Regions from separate parts of the Gasterosteus aculeatus genome. Here region 2 is linked to region 1. Evidence: chromatin contacts called from public Hi-C data. All regions are on one chromosome and are shown on one strand. The core of a region is the stretch at or near the end of the contact, and the rest is flanking DNA. Distances in the headings are between cores, read along the strand shown. Region 1 holds the start of LOC144406173. Region 2 has its middle 4.7 kb from the start of LOC144406178.

What was found. A called contact is a pair of places that touch in the nucleus more often than the background predicts.
Region 2: a Hi-C map of skeletal muscle shows a contact between it and region 1, with 14 times the contacts expected there. The contact joins the enhancer-like site here to the promoter of LOC144406173 in region 1. A contact is called at or near these places in 2 of 6 Hi-C or Micro-C datasets (skeletal muscle and tail fin).

What each region holds. Positions count from the first base shown.
Region 1 is chr4:21,027,522-21,030,572 of fGasAcu3.hap1.1, forward strand. It overlaps LOC144406173, which reads left to right and starts at 1,794. Exons shown (of 4, transcript XM_078101020.1): 1 at 1,794-2,153; 2 at 2,292-2,353; 3 at 2,625-2,739; 4 at 2,839-3,051. The coding sequence starts at 1,898. The coding sequence ends at 2,870. The region is part of intron 2 of LOC144406177 (a long non-coding RNA gene); the gene reads right to left.
Region 2 is chr4:21,195,745-21,199,129 of fGasAcu3.hap1.1, forward strand. No RefSeq gene overlaps it. Among protein-coding and RNA genes, the nearest start is that of LOC144406178, 4.7 kb to the left of the region's middle. Within about 2 kb of position 2,042, at least 4 of the 9 cell types and tissues checked have open chromatin away from gene starts, as enhancers often do.

The DNA of each region.
Region 1 (3,051 bases), core at 544-3,043:
CAATGTATAATGTAGTGGCGAGGGCTGTAATTCATATTTGGTGCTACTGGCTACTTTGGCTTACTGTTTTTACAGGAAACACATACATTTGTGCCATCAACTAGAACTGCGAATGTTTTCAACCAACGTGTTGAATCCAATGAAATGCATGCTTAAAATACAACATTGTAACGTGCCTTTACTGTGACAATTTAATAGATGAATATGTGCAGCCGAAAATATTTCAAATGCTGACACAAAAAATGTAAGTACGGTTTTATGAAGTGCAAAGGATATAATCAAAGTGCATGAACATCGTTTTGCAAGCTTCGACTGATGGAGTGCTCGAGATCATGGCGTTAAAAGCTCGGGAGAGAGAACGGGAGCTTCACCAACTGATTTAAGGGGCATGTGAGCGAGAGTGGAGGAGGCAGACAGAGGAGGGAATGTGATTCAGTCCTGAGTGATGTGAGCTTTTTGGTGAAGGGATGAGTGTTCAGGCTACAATTAGATAGGGAAGAATGGTAATCTTATGACTGTAGATGAGAGCCTCATACTGCATGAAAAGTGGGATTTTCGGCAGTATGCGGCACTGTAAATTGTCGTGGAATTTCAGGTTTGCGGCAATTTGCGGGCAACGCCGAAAACTGCCGTAAATTGTCAGAAATTGATGTGGGCCTCCCTTGGCAGTTGTCCCCCCATGACCCCCCTCCTCCTAATTCTAGGGGAGGCTTTGACATGTAAATGAAAGTGCTGTGAGCTATACAAATGCAAATCAGGGTCGCATAGGGAGTTTTAGCCCAGGTGACATTTTTTTAAAAGGTAAGAAAATCTCTGGTACAAATGGATCAGGCTCAGTAGCCTAATTATAGACTCTTACATTTTAGCTTGAATTGATTTATTTAATTCAAATATGCTAGATTACTGTGTACGCCATTAGCAATGGCAAATGTTATGTAAAAAAGATACACAAAATAACTTCTTTAAAAATTAGTTTTAATCAAGGTAAAATGAGCATTCCATACAAACAACATTTGAATCAGCATGAGGGGTCTGCAGAGATCAGTCTCCTAGAGCTCAACTACAGTGCATAGTGGCAGGACTACAGTGACCTTTTCTTTGGTCTTACTTAAATGCACAGAGGATGTATTAACCACACATCTTCTAGCAATGCGCTCAACTGGCAGAAATGATGCTGGGTATGACGTGTCTGTTCCCTGCAAGCCCCAAACTTCTATTGGCTTTCCATAAAAATGTCTGTCCGGGTGGGGATGAAGCCAGGAAACTTGTGCAAGAACATGTTTAAATGCCGTACCCTTTGACACAACATTAACAACTATAAACTGCTTTATAATGGCAGGTCGTAGTTCTGCTAGAGGGTCAAGGACGGGTTCCTCAAAACTGTGTTTCCACACCACTTAGCATAAACATATGCTGACCTTTATGCTCTGCATCTATCGATTGAGTAAGTTACATTCATATACGTTACCCGCTTACATGTCATGGCAAAACATTCAACCTCAGTGACACAAGGGTACATCTGATGATACATTGTCAACATTGCATGTCTGTCAGACTCATCCTAGATTGTCTGGTGGAATGGAGAAAGAGACACCACTGTACAGTTTTCTAGGGAAAGTCGTTCTGCTGACACCAAAACATTGCTTTACATAAAGCATATCAGCTGTTTCAAAGTCCCAACCATTTGTCTTCCTAAAATACTGGTCCTTCCGTATAACAATAACCTTGTATGTGATTGGAGGACCCTTAGACTCCTCGTCCAATCACGTGTGAGGTCTTAGGCATGACTCAGACAGCAGTACTTGCAAGACGAGCATAGAAACAGACACGTGTGTTACTATATTCAGAAGAACTGTATCTCCAGTTCCTTTGTTTGGTTTTTGCTGGTTCGTGAATAATGGCGGGACGACGTCTCGCGTTCAACTCGCCTTCAACTCCTCTCCGCGGTCACCAACTTTCGGCCAGTCCGCAGACAGACGAGAAGAAACTGCTGAATGCTCTCAGTGGATCGTCTCGTCAACTCCAACAACAAACTGCCGATATCAACGAGCGGTTCGCTCCACTGGAGCGTTCGGGACTCTCCGGGTTTCTGTCCATGGAGGAGAGGAACCGACTCAAAGAAGAGGAGACGGGCGCACAATCCCAAGATAGCGGTAAGAATATGTTCGATGACTGCAAGCTAAGCTAAAAGTAGCGTAGCCTAAAACGAAAGCTAAGAGTAGCCTAGTAGCCTTACAAGTGAGCAGAAACAGCTTTATTAAAGTGTATTTTCTTTGCCGTGTCGTTTACAGGAAGCGGTGCGCCGTCTTCACAACTCCGAGACGAATCACAGGCGCTACGAACCGGAGCAAGGGTCAGATTTAAAGAATATGCTTTCATTCTGCGGTATAAGGAAATATATACGTATGGATACCAATCATAACTGTACATGTTGTTTTCACAGACTAATCTCGCTTCATAATGAGGCGGTGACCTCGTATTTGCTCCGGGAAAAGTCCAGATTTAGACGACGTCATTGTGTGTAAGTGACACTGTTTACTGTTTCTCCTTCTTTGTTAAATGTTACTGTGACTTGCGTTTGATTTTTTTTGTATTCATACCACACTCATTTAATTGTTTTCCAGCCGCCTGTGAGACGTATTTTGAGACGGGACGCAGGAGCTTCAGGTTCAGGCGGAACACTCATTGCGGGCGGAAGCTGCGAAGGATTCAGCGCAGAGTCGAGCGAGAAGAAAGAGGGTCAGAGTTTATTTTCTGACTTGTTTCAGGTGCATTGATAGATGTATTGTGTCCGTACGCATCGCATCGCACAGTACTGATTCATTGTTGTTTTTACAGCTGCTGGAATCGAGACAAAGTGTCCTGGCTGATGACGAGGTGGAACTCTGGAAATCCGCCACCGTAGAGCTCACGTCGGACGGAGAGGATGGCGTTGTTGGCGGGGTCTCGGGGTGGATTGTACGGTCGCCACACACACGAGGCGCCTGCATAACTGACCTGCCTCGGAAAACACGGCGCCAGTGACAGTCTACAACCCCGAGGAGGCAAACC
Region 2 (3,385 bases), core at 792-3,291, 170 kb after region 1:
GGGTGCTGTATAGCCAGTGCCCAGCAGAGCTATGTTGAGTTCTGATATCGTAAAATCCACATCTAGTATTGACATGCCATCCTCTTTTCTTAACTTCACTTCCTTACTCTCTCTTAATGCCCGTTCTTTCTGCTGTTTGCTGCCTTCCTCCGTACCACACCAGGTTCTTTAAAGGGGCAGAGCTGCGCACCTGCAGTCAATTGCACCTGTTGACCCTAATGAGATTCACCATTATAGCCAGCTGTTCGCCCTTGGACACTGCCACAGCCTGAAGTGGACCTGGGACTACTTGAACTGATGAGAGATGAGTGTGGGGGTAAATGTAAGATCTGCAAGTCATATATCAGAAGGAATTACCATAGATATATAAAAATGTATACAGACGGCGCTTAGGACCCTGAAACTGGTAGAAGAGCAGCTGCAGCAGTGATACCAGAATTCCAGTGTGAGAAAATACTCAGTGATGACTTATTAGTGTTTACATGCGAGATGATGGCCATAGTTTTTTCTCTACGGTGGGTAGAGGACGTCAGGCCAGAGACTCATGTGCCGTGCTAACGAGTAGGGAAGTTTTGCCACTCCAGAAGCAGAGAAAATGTAATGTTTGAAATTCTACAATCTCTATTCATAATCCATCAAATGCAGATGGCAGTAAGGTTTGTGTGGGTCCCTGCCCATGTTGGAGTCGATGGAAATGAGGAGGCGGATCAAGCAGCAAAAAGGGCGCTGAAAAGTGGGAGAAATATAGTCAATATAAAGATGAGTAAGTCAGAGGCTAAAGGGGTGATTAAGGGACAAATCAAAAAGATATGGCAGAATGAATGGAACAAAGAATCTAAAATCTTTTTAAAAACAAACCATTTGTTGGGAGTGCAGGAGCTAGTGGACAAAAGAGAAAAGAGGAGAGGGTAATGACAAGAATAGGAAATGGCCATACTGGTCTTAACAGTTCCCTCTGTGGTTGGGAAACATCGTAATGGAAGGTGCGATAAGTAGAGGAAACTGGACCATGTTTTGATGGCATGTCAGAGGTATGAGGCAGAGAGAGATGTCCTGAGAAGTGGGCTAAGAGACCTGGGAGTGGTAAATATAAGTGATGTACTGAAGAAGGGTTTTAGGGACAAGTGTTGTGAACTTCTTTTGGCATATTTAGAGGATACAAGATTCATGAATAGAATTTGAGTTATTTTTGTTTTGTTTGTTCGTAGTAGGTTTATTTTTCTTAAGTCCACATTCCAGATCAGTGGGTGGCTGTAATGCACCCGAAAGCTGTTTGCCAACCGCCATAAAAAAAAGCAAGCAAAAAAAACAACAACTAATGACCAAGTCTCTGACGGTGTGTACCTGCAGGTGTCCCCGCTCACGGTGCCATCTACACGGGTTACTTTGTCAAGTGTCCCCCCCATTCATCCCCAACCAAGGTGCTGGAGCGCGAGCTGCTGCGCTTTGGGAAGCTCGCGAGTGGCTTCCGGTCCGTGGAACTGGGCTGCAAGAGCGAGAAGCTCAAGCATGTCCAGTCCTTCGGGAGACAAGTGTCCATGTTCCTCACTTGTCCCTCACAGACGCTAGACGTGTCCTTCAGAGTGAGGGATGGCCAGGGGCATTACATGATCTATGAAAATACGGGCAGCGTCAGGTGTTTTCTGTGCGGGGGGGGCAGGGGCACCAGCGTGCCGTTTGTCCTCACAAACCCGCCGAGGAGCGCGCAGAGTCGGCACCCGTACCGGCAGAAGGGCTCGGTGACACCGGGGCTCCGATGGATGACGAGCCGGCGGAGGGCGCTGCGCCGCCGGCTGAGACCGAAGTAGAGGTGAGTGAAGGCGGACAGGTAGGCGCTCAGAAGAGCGATCGGAGCGCTATCGGTATTACTACAGAGGAAACGGAGGGGGTGGAGGAAGTTAAGGAGAGAGTGGGAGTAAGAAACGGGGAAGAGAGATCGAAAAGACGGGTGCATAATCGTTGAAGTGGAAGAGGAGAGAGGTGTGGAAGAGGGAATAGGTGCCAAGGGCAGGGAGGAGGGTATTAAAGGAGCAGAAGGCAGGCTGGGTGAAGATGAAGATGAGAATGGAGAACAGGAGTGGAGCAAAGTATTAGAGCAAAGGGGACCAGTGAGGAGGGGAACGAAGAATCTCAGAAGATGACTGGGCGGTTGGAAAAAGAAGGAGCGGAGGAAAGGAGAGGGTGATGGAGAAAAGGCTAAGGAAAGGAAAGGAGAAGAGAAGAGAAAGCAGTAGCAGCAGGAATTGAGCACTGTAGCGGAGCAGGCGACGAAGGCTGCAGTGCAGGCGCTCCAGTTCATGTCCAGGTGGGTGAAGGGGCTCTGACCGAGAAAGAGGAGGAGATGATGGAGTGCGACAGCGACTCTGACAATCCCTCCGACTCGGGCTCCATGACTGTCGATGGCAACGTGTACTCGCTAGAGGAGATGAACAGATTCCTAGACGTTAAATTTATCAGGACTGCTGTGTTGCTACAAAAAGTTTGTGATACCAACCTCCTAGATAAGAAGAAATGCTTCAGACTGAAGAAGCATGTGACCGCTCTCAGAAAGTTGATCTATGGAGATGGAGGGAAATGTTCCAAGAGGCTGAGGATCAGTGATTGATGATGAATGTGCTGCAATTCTTTTTCTGTTACAGTTTCCTGTTTCTGTCTGCATCACTGCTCCTTCTCTTTTTCTGATGCACAAGGTGAGTTTGGGTTCTCTGAATATGAATGGTGGGAGGGACCGTCAGAGAAGAGCGATTATCGCGGAAATGATTACACAAAAGAGGTTGGACATTGTCTTCCTGTAGGAGACTCACAGTGACCCTCACAATGAGGTAGACTGGGGTCTTTGGTGGGGGGGCCAGTATGTCCTGTCTCATGGGACCAACCTGTCTGCAGCTGTGGCCGTCCTTTTCTCAACCGGGCTAGATGTTAGCATCCTGGCAGGCAGGGCTTTAGTGGTCTGGGCATCTATAGCTGGCATCATCTTTGTGTTTGTCAACGTATATGCTCCGAATCAGGGACCTCTTAGGACGGACCTCTTCCTCAAGTTGAAGGATGTCCTGCGGCAGTACAACCAAGATGAGTGTATAGTGATGGCGGGGGGGGGGGGGGACTGGAATTGTACTGTCTGTCTCTGTAGACAGGACCTGGGAGGAGCCTCATCATCAGTCATCTGCCACATCTGTCCCAGGTGATTGCTGAGGCAGGCGTAGTAGATGCTTGGAGAGTCAAGCACCCTCGAGTCAGGCAGTACACGTGGGTTAAGATGTTGGAGGGGAACATTAGGGCAGCCAGGCTGGACAGGGTTTACTTGTCCTCAAATTATGGTAACCTATTAGCCTGTCATATTCACCCGGTGGGATTCACCGACCATCACCTGGTTACTTTGGACTTT